Regions from separate parts of the Sus scrofa genome. Here region 1 is linked to region 2. The links are chromatin contacts, called in public HiChIP or PLAC-seq maps. All regions are on one chromosome and are shown on one strand. The core of a region is the stretch at or near the end of the contact, and the rest is flanking DNA. Distances in the headings are between cores, read along the strand shown.

Region 1 (2,843 bases), core at 229-2,728, 340 kb before region 2:
ATTGGTCTAGAAGTAGCCTGGAGGGGAAGTGGGGTGTCTCTTGAGATAGAAAGTATGTTTGGTTCCCATTGTGGCTCAGCGGAAACGAATCTGACTGGGAACCATGAGGTTTCGGGTTCGATCCCTGGCCCTGCTCAGTGGGTTAAGGATCTGGCATTGCTTTTGCTGTGGCTGTAGTGTAGGATGGCGGCTACAGCTCTAATTCGACTCCTAGCCTCCATATGCCACAAGTGCTGCCCTAAAAATACCAAAAAAAGAAAAAAAAAAAAGTGTGTTTGTAGTAGCATATGTCACTGGAGGTCTTACGGGAACAGGGCCATCAAAAAAAATACTCCAACTCCTTTGGAACTAACCTCAGAATTGAGCCTAAGAGCTTAACGAATGTCTGTGAATGAATTAGACAGTTCATTCATCTCTGCCTCATTTATCCATATATAGCACGTTGGGCAGGGGTATGGCCCATGGAGGAAAGCCTTGCTGATTCAAACCCTCTGCCAGATACCGCCTGTGACACATAACTGCTCTGCGTCCAGATTTCCTCCTTTACGAAGGGAGGATAATGATAATATACCTATCTCCATGGTTGTTGTGACAACCAATTGAGTGTATATAACAGGAAGACCTTAAAATAGTATCTGGCCCATGGTAAGCATTCAGACAACAATAATTTACTATTATTGTTGATATTTATTACCAGCTTCCTACTTAATCCCTTGCCTTATTCCTCAGAATGTTGCAGATGCTCACTAAAAGAACACAGAGTTAAAAAAAAATAAAGATAATATGAGAAAAATGATATTTATATAATTGGGTCCCTTTGCTGTCCTGCAGAAATTGGCATAACATTGTAAATCAACTATAATTAAAAAACTAAAAAAAAAAAAAAATCAAACAGAGACTCAGGGCCAGGGAGTAAACGTATAGAAAATGAAAGCTTAGGTCTCATAGACAAAGATGTCAAGACATAGTTGCGGAAGCAGCTCTTCAGCTCACAGCCAGTGCAGCGGGGGAGACTGTGCCCCTTCATCAGTGAGGAGGAAGCAAACTCTCCTGAGCATTGACTTCTGAAATAAATGACATGTTTATTCTCTTTTATTAGAGAAAATGAGCCCTAAGTTCTAAACACTGGCTTTGTTCACTGTCCATCAGACACATGGGAAACCTTTACCCGAAATCTTTTGTTAACACTTAATTCTTTGGAATCATTTGGGCGTTTTCTATTTTGGTTTATGGTCCACACTCATTGGCCCAGCAGGGACGAACCACATCACTTACTTTTTTACAGCTAAAGGTCTTATACCACCTTGCCTTTGAAAAGCTCTTATGAACAAAATCCCATGGTAGCGATAGGGTTCTGAGGAGCGCCCTTGTCGCCGCTGCTCCCGGCGAGCGGATGTGCGGTTGTGGGGTGAGGAGCAGTGGATGCCTTTCCAGTCTGCTGGGGCGTGTGCGGAGCCGTCAGGCCGTGAGCTGGGTCACGTTTGCAGTGGCGCTGGCTGCCCGGGTCACTGCTGCCGCCTGGTCCTCTTGGCCAGACGGGGCCACATCGTGCTCTGGGGCTGGGAGGGGCCACGGGGACTGTCCCCAGAGGCTGACCCTTATCTGTTTGTTTGCCTGTTTCCAAGGGCTACAGAGCCAGGAAGAGGAATACAGCTCCTGTAGAAAGAAAAAGGAACAGGAAATTGTTCAAAAGGGAATGATGAAATGAGAAAGGCAACAGGAAACGGCTCGGGAGTCAGGGGAGGCATCAACCGAAGGAAAAATAAGTTTTGAGGACCAGGTGGGCCGGAGGGATAAAGCAGCCCCAAACCTTGGGGACGCCTTCCTTGTTGGCCCCGACCAGCCAGGTCTCCAGGACGGAAGTGACCTCCCTGGGTTCTGAGGGTCTGTGCCACCCCTTGCTCTGGCTTCAGCACAGACCTGGGCTTCTGGAGCTAGAAATGAGCCTGTGCCCATGGGAGCCAGACCCTCCCAGTGTGCTCGTGTCCATCTGCCCCCCCCCCCGCCCCTCCTCTGCTCCTGTCCTTCCTCTGCAAGGTCAAGAGTGTTCTCCCAGGGACCCTGGGGCCCCAGGTCACTCCCTGGTGCTGCTCAGAGATCTCTGTCCCACCCCAGTGGCTCCTTTACTCCACTTTATCCTGGTCCCATTCTGTCCTGGTGAGCGACTGCCCATGTGTGAGGGGGTCAAAGCAGGAGTGGGGGTGAGGTGGTGCGTGGGGAGCACAGTGTTCTCAGAGGAGCGAACACCCGTCACTCAGCTTGGAGGGTGCAGACGCAGGGCTTCTTGGGTCAGAGGCCACACTTAGGACGTCATTTGGTGAAGGTGGCTTGCTTTAACATTTGTGCCACATCTTTATAACTGAGTGGGATTTGGGATGTCGCCTTTTAGTGTTTCTCTTCCAGGAAGGAGGAAATAGAGTCCCCAGTTAGAAACCTGCTTTCCTCTGAGTATGTCAAGCTGGTTTGTTTTGTTTCTGGGGATCGATGATCAATTTGTAACCTAATAATATCCTCTCAGAGGTTTGTATCTCGGGGCCATTTCTCACCACCCCCACCTATTCCCATGAGCACACACACAGAGATCTCTTGAGCGTAATGATTCTTTGGCTGGGATTCAGGTTCGGTTTAAATAGGACGTGACTGCAAACCAGTCCGTGAACTTCCATATCCTCTTTCTGGTCAGACTATTGAACATTGCAGTTTTTAGTGGCGATAAGGGAGTAGCTTCGTTGGGTGAGAGAATTTCAAGGTTGGAAAAAACTGGAAGGTTTGATCCCTTCATCTGTTTCTGTCTCTCCCGTGGTGTCTCCAGGGCCAGAGGCTGTGCAGTGCATCCTGCTTGG
Region 2 (2,868 bases), core at 246-2,745:
TCCAAAACTTAATTAAAGCTGCCAGCAGCATGGAGTCAGCCTGCACCCAGGGTTCAAGTGAGGCAGGGGCAGGCTCTGGGGCCCCCGCTGGGTCCACCACCCTGGTGGACCCCTGCCCTTCAGACCCCTTGGGACCAGGGAAGGAAAGCAGATGGTACTCTGCTGGGGCCACTGAGGTCAGAGCTGCAGGACCCCATCCTTGCCCCTCTGGCTTGTGCCTATTCCTCCCTATAGGGTGATCCAGCCCTCACATGCCCTTTTCTGAGCCTGCCTCCTGTTGCATCTTGACCTCCCTGGGTGTTTTCACTTTCCCCAGCCTCCATCTCGAGGTTTTGGAGACTGGACTCTAACTTGACTCTGTTTTCACCAAGCGTGGGGGACCCTGTTGGAAGGGCCCAGGTCGTGCTTCCCCTGGATGGGGCCCAATGTGGCGTCCTCCCCTTCCCTCTCCTCCCCCTCCCTCTCCCCCTCTCCTCCTCCCTCCACCAGGCAGGCTGAGCTAGAAACCACAGGAAGGGGCTGGGTTGCCTTTGGCTGCTGAGGCTGAAAGCTGGAGGTGGGGGACTCAGGAAACCCAGGCTTGATTCCAAAGTGAATTGGAAAGATCCCCAATGGCCAGGGGATACCTTAGATACATGAGGCTCTAAAAACCTCTGAGTGGCAAAGGACTTTTTTTAGTTTCCGTTAAACTTCAAAACTTCTGCTTTGAAGCACACTCCTACCGATGAGGAATAATACGTCTTTATATTAATTCTCGTAAATAGAATGCATGGTCAGGGGAGGAATCAAAAAACTGTAAAACAGGATAAAAGGCAAAGGAAAGGCCCCTTCATCAGCCCTGATCCCACATTCTCACTCCCCAGAGGTAAATTGTGAGCAGTTTCCTGGGGCAGTTAGGTTTCAAAGAAACACAATTCAGGATTGAAGCTGCAGACTCTGGGTGGTGTGTTTGGAATGCAAAGGAGGAGTGTGCGTGTGTACATGTGGGAGTGTGGGCGTATGTGTGTGTGCGTGTGTGCGCACAGGCCGTGGGTTACTAACACAGGCTCTGCTGTCAATAGCCTGGGTTCAGATTCCAGCTCCTCTGCTCCCAGCTGTGTGGCAGGTTGGGCCATTTGCTTCACTTTTTAGCACCTCGGTTTTATTATTTGTAACTTGTAAATCATGATAATATTCGTCCTACCCAGTTGTAGAGATTAGAGGATTTTTCAGCTCATGAAACGTCTATGAACCTGCAAAAGGCGCTATGAAAACTGCTCATCTGCGCCTCAGTCCCACCTCCTTCCTGAACCAACGATAATTCCAGTAAGTCCTCCAGCGTGTGTACCGCCGTAGAGTTTACAATCCAGGGCACAGACTTTCCCAGGATGCAGACACATGATCCCCAAAGAGATGAAGAAACCCGGGAGCAGCCACTTGGCTCAGGTCTAGAGCTGTATGTGCCAGATTTGGGCCCAAACCCCAAACAGCGTGGTTTTCGGCTGCTCCCATGGGGACCTCAGTGGCTGTCTGAGACGTGAGCACAGGAGCATGTGACGCTGGGCTGAGGAAGGGCTCCTTCCTGCAGATCCCCTGTCACCCCTCCAACTCCCTCCAGGAATCCGGCCTCGTGATTTTGATGTGACCACTGGGACAGCCATCAGGCCTCTTGTCCTGGGCTCAAGCCACAGGTCTCAGGGGCAGAAGCATCTTTGGTCAAGTGTCTGTCTTCTTCCCTCCCCTTCTCCTTGATGAGTGTTTATCATTTTAAGCAATTTAATCACTTATCGTCTGGTATCTTTACAAAGGTATTGCTTTTTTCCGTATCATGAAAGTGGTGCCTATGACGTATTGAAAGCATAAACAAGCAAACAGAAAGTGAGACTAAATATCACAGCAGAATTGTTTTCTGCCTTCAAGGAGTGTCTTCTCTGGCTCCCAACTTGCCCAGTGATGCCCACCAAAAGCAAGGACTCTTCAGCCAAGGATTTGTGTCAGCCCCTCTGAGCTTCAGCAACAAGCTGATATCGTATGAAACTTCCCGAGTCACAGGATCACTGATTACAATGATTTTGAGCTGCAAATTTCTGATGTAATTAGATGACACCATGATGTAATAATTTTTAAAGCTGCTGCTTTTTAAATTTCTTTTTACATTTTAATTTATTCTTTTATACATGTGCCTCTTACTTGAAAAATGAAGTTAAGAACTCCACCCCTCAGGTGGAATTTGACAAAGTGCTCGGAAAAATCAATTTGGTCCGCGGATGTGAAAGTGCCTCCCTGCCTCGGCTCTGACTCTTTGATATACTATCACTGGGTTGTTTGAGCAAGAAAATAAACTTGTTGTAGGGTTTCTACAAACTGTTATCTTGCGTCATGGAACTCAAAGACCAGTGGGGCAAGAGGAGCAGGTAACATGCGGTTACCATGGGGGACACTGAGTGTTATTATAAAGATGTTTACCAAGGGTGATGGGAGCACCAGGATGGGGCACTGCCTCTTCCTGCAGAGGAAAGAAGGCCTGGAGATGCTTTACCAGGGAGCTGGACATTGAGCAGGAACTTGAATGACCTTTAGGGGTTGGGAGCACCAGGATGGGGCACTGCCTCTTCCTGCAGAGGAAAGAAGGCCTGGAGATGCTTTACCAGGGAGCTGGACATTGAGCAGGAACTTGAATGACCTTTAGGGGTTGGTTAGGCAGAGAAAGGATGGCGGGAAGAAAGATGCGGCAGGTAGGTAGGTGTGGCCAGGACCCTAAGGGGTGGGGGAGGTGGAAGGGGTAGGGTGTGAGCCAGAGTGGGGTGGGGTCCGAGGGATCAAGAGGGATCAAGAGATGAGACTTGCAGGTTAAGGATCTGACGTTGCCTCTATGAGGACACGGGTTCA

What was found. HiChIP or PLAC-seq counts read pairs in DNA pulled down with a chosen protein or histone mark.
Region 1: an H3K27ac HiChIP or PLAC-seq map of skeletal muscle shows a contact between it and region 2, with 7 times the contacts expected there. The contact joins two enhancer-like sites. A contact is called at or near these places in 2 of 2 datasets of contacts at active chromatin or transcription factors (alveolar macrophages and skeletal muscle).

What each region holds. Positions count from the first base shown.
Region 1 is chr13:132,178,601-132,181,443 of Sscrofa11.1, reverse strand. All of the region lies in intron 2 of XXYLT1 (xyloside xylosyltransferase 1), which reads left to right. Among named protein-coding and RNA genes, the nearest start is that of XXYLT1, 90 kb to the left of the region's middle. Within about 2 kb of position 1,478, at least 19 of the 83 cell types and tissues checked have an H3K27ac peak or open chromatin away from gene starts, as enhancers often do. A contact at or near this core is called in skeletal muscle, where this site is marked.
Region 2 is chr13:131,835,723-131,838,590 of Sscrofa11.1, reverse strand. No RefSeq gene overlaps it. Among named protein-coding and RNA genes, the nearest start is that of FAM43A, 170 kb to the right of the region's middle. Within about 2 kb of position 1,495, at least 8 of the 83 cell types and tissues checked have an H3K27ac peak or open chromatin away from gene starts, as enhancers often do. A contact at or near this core is called in skeletal muscle, where this site is marked.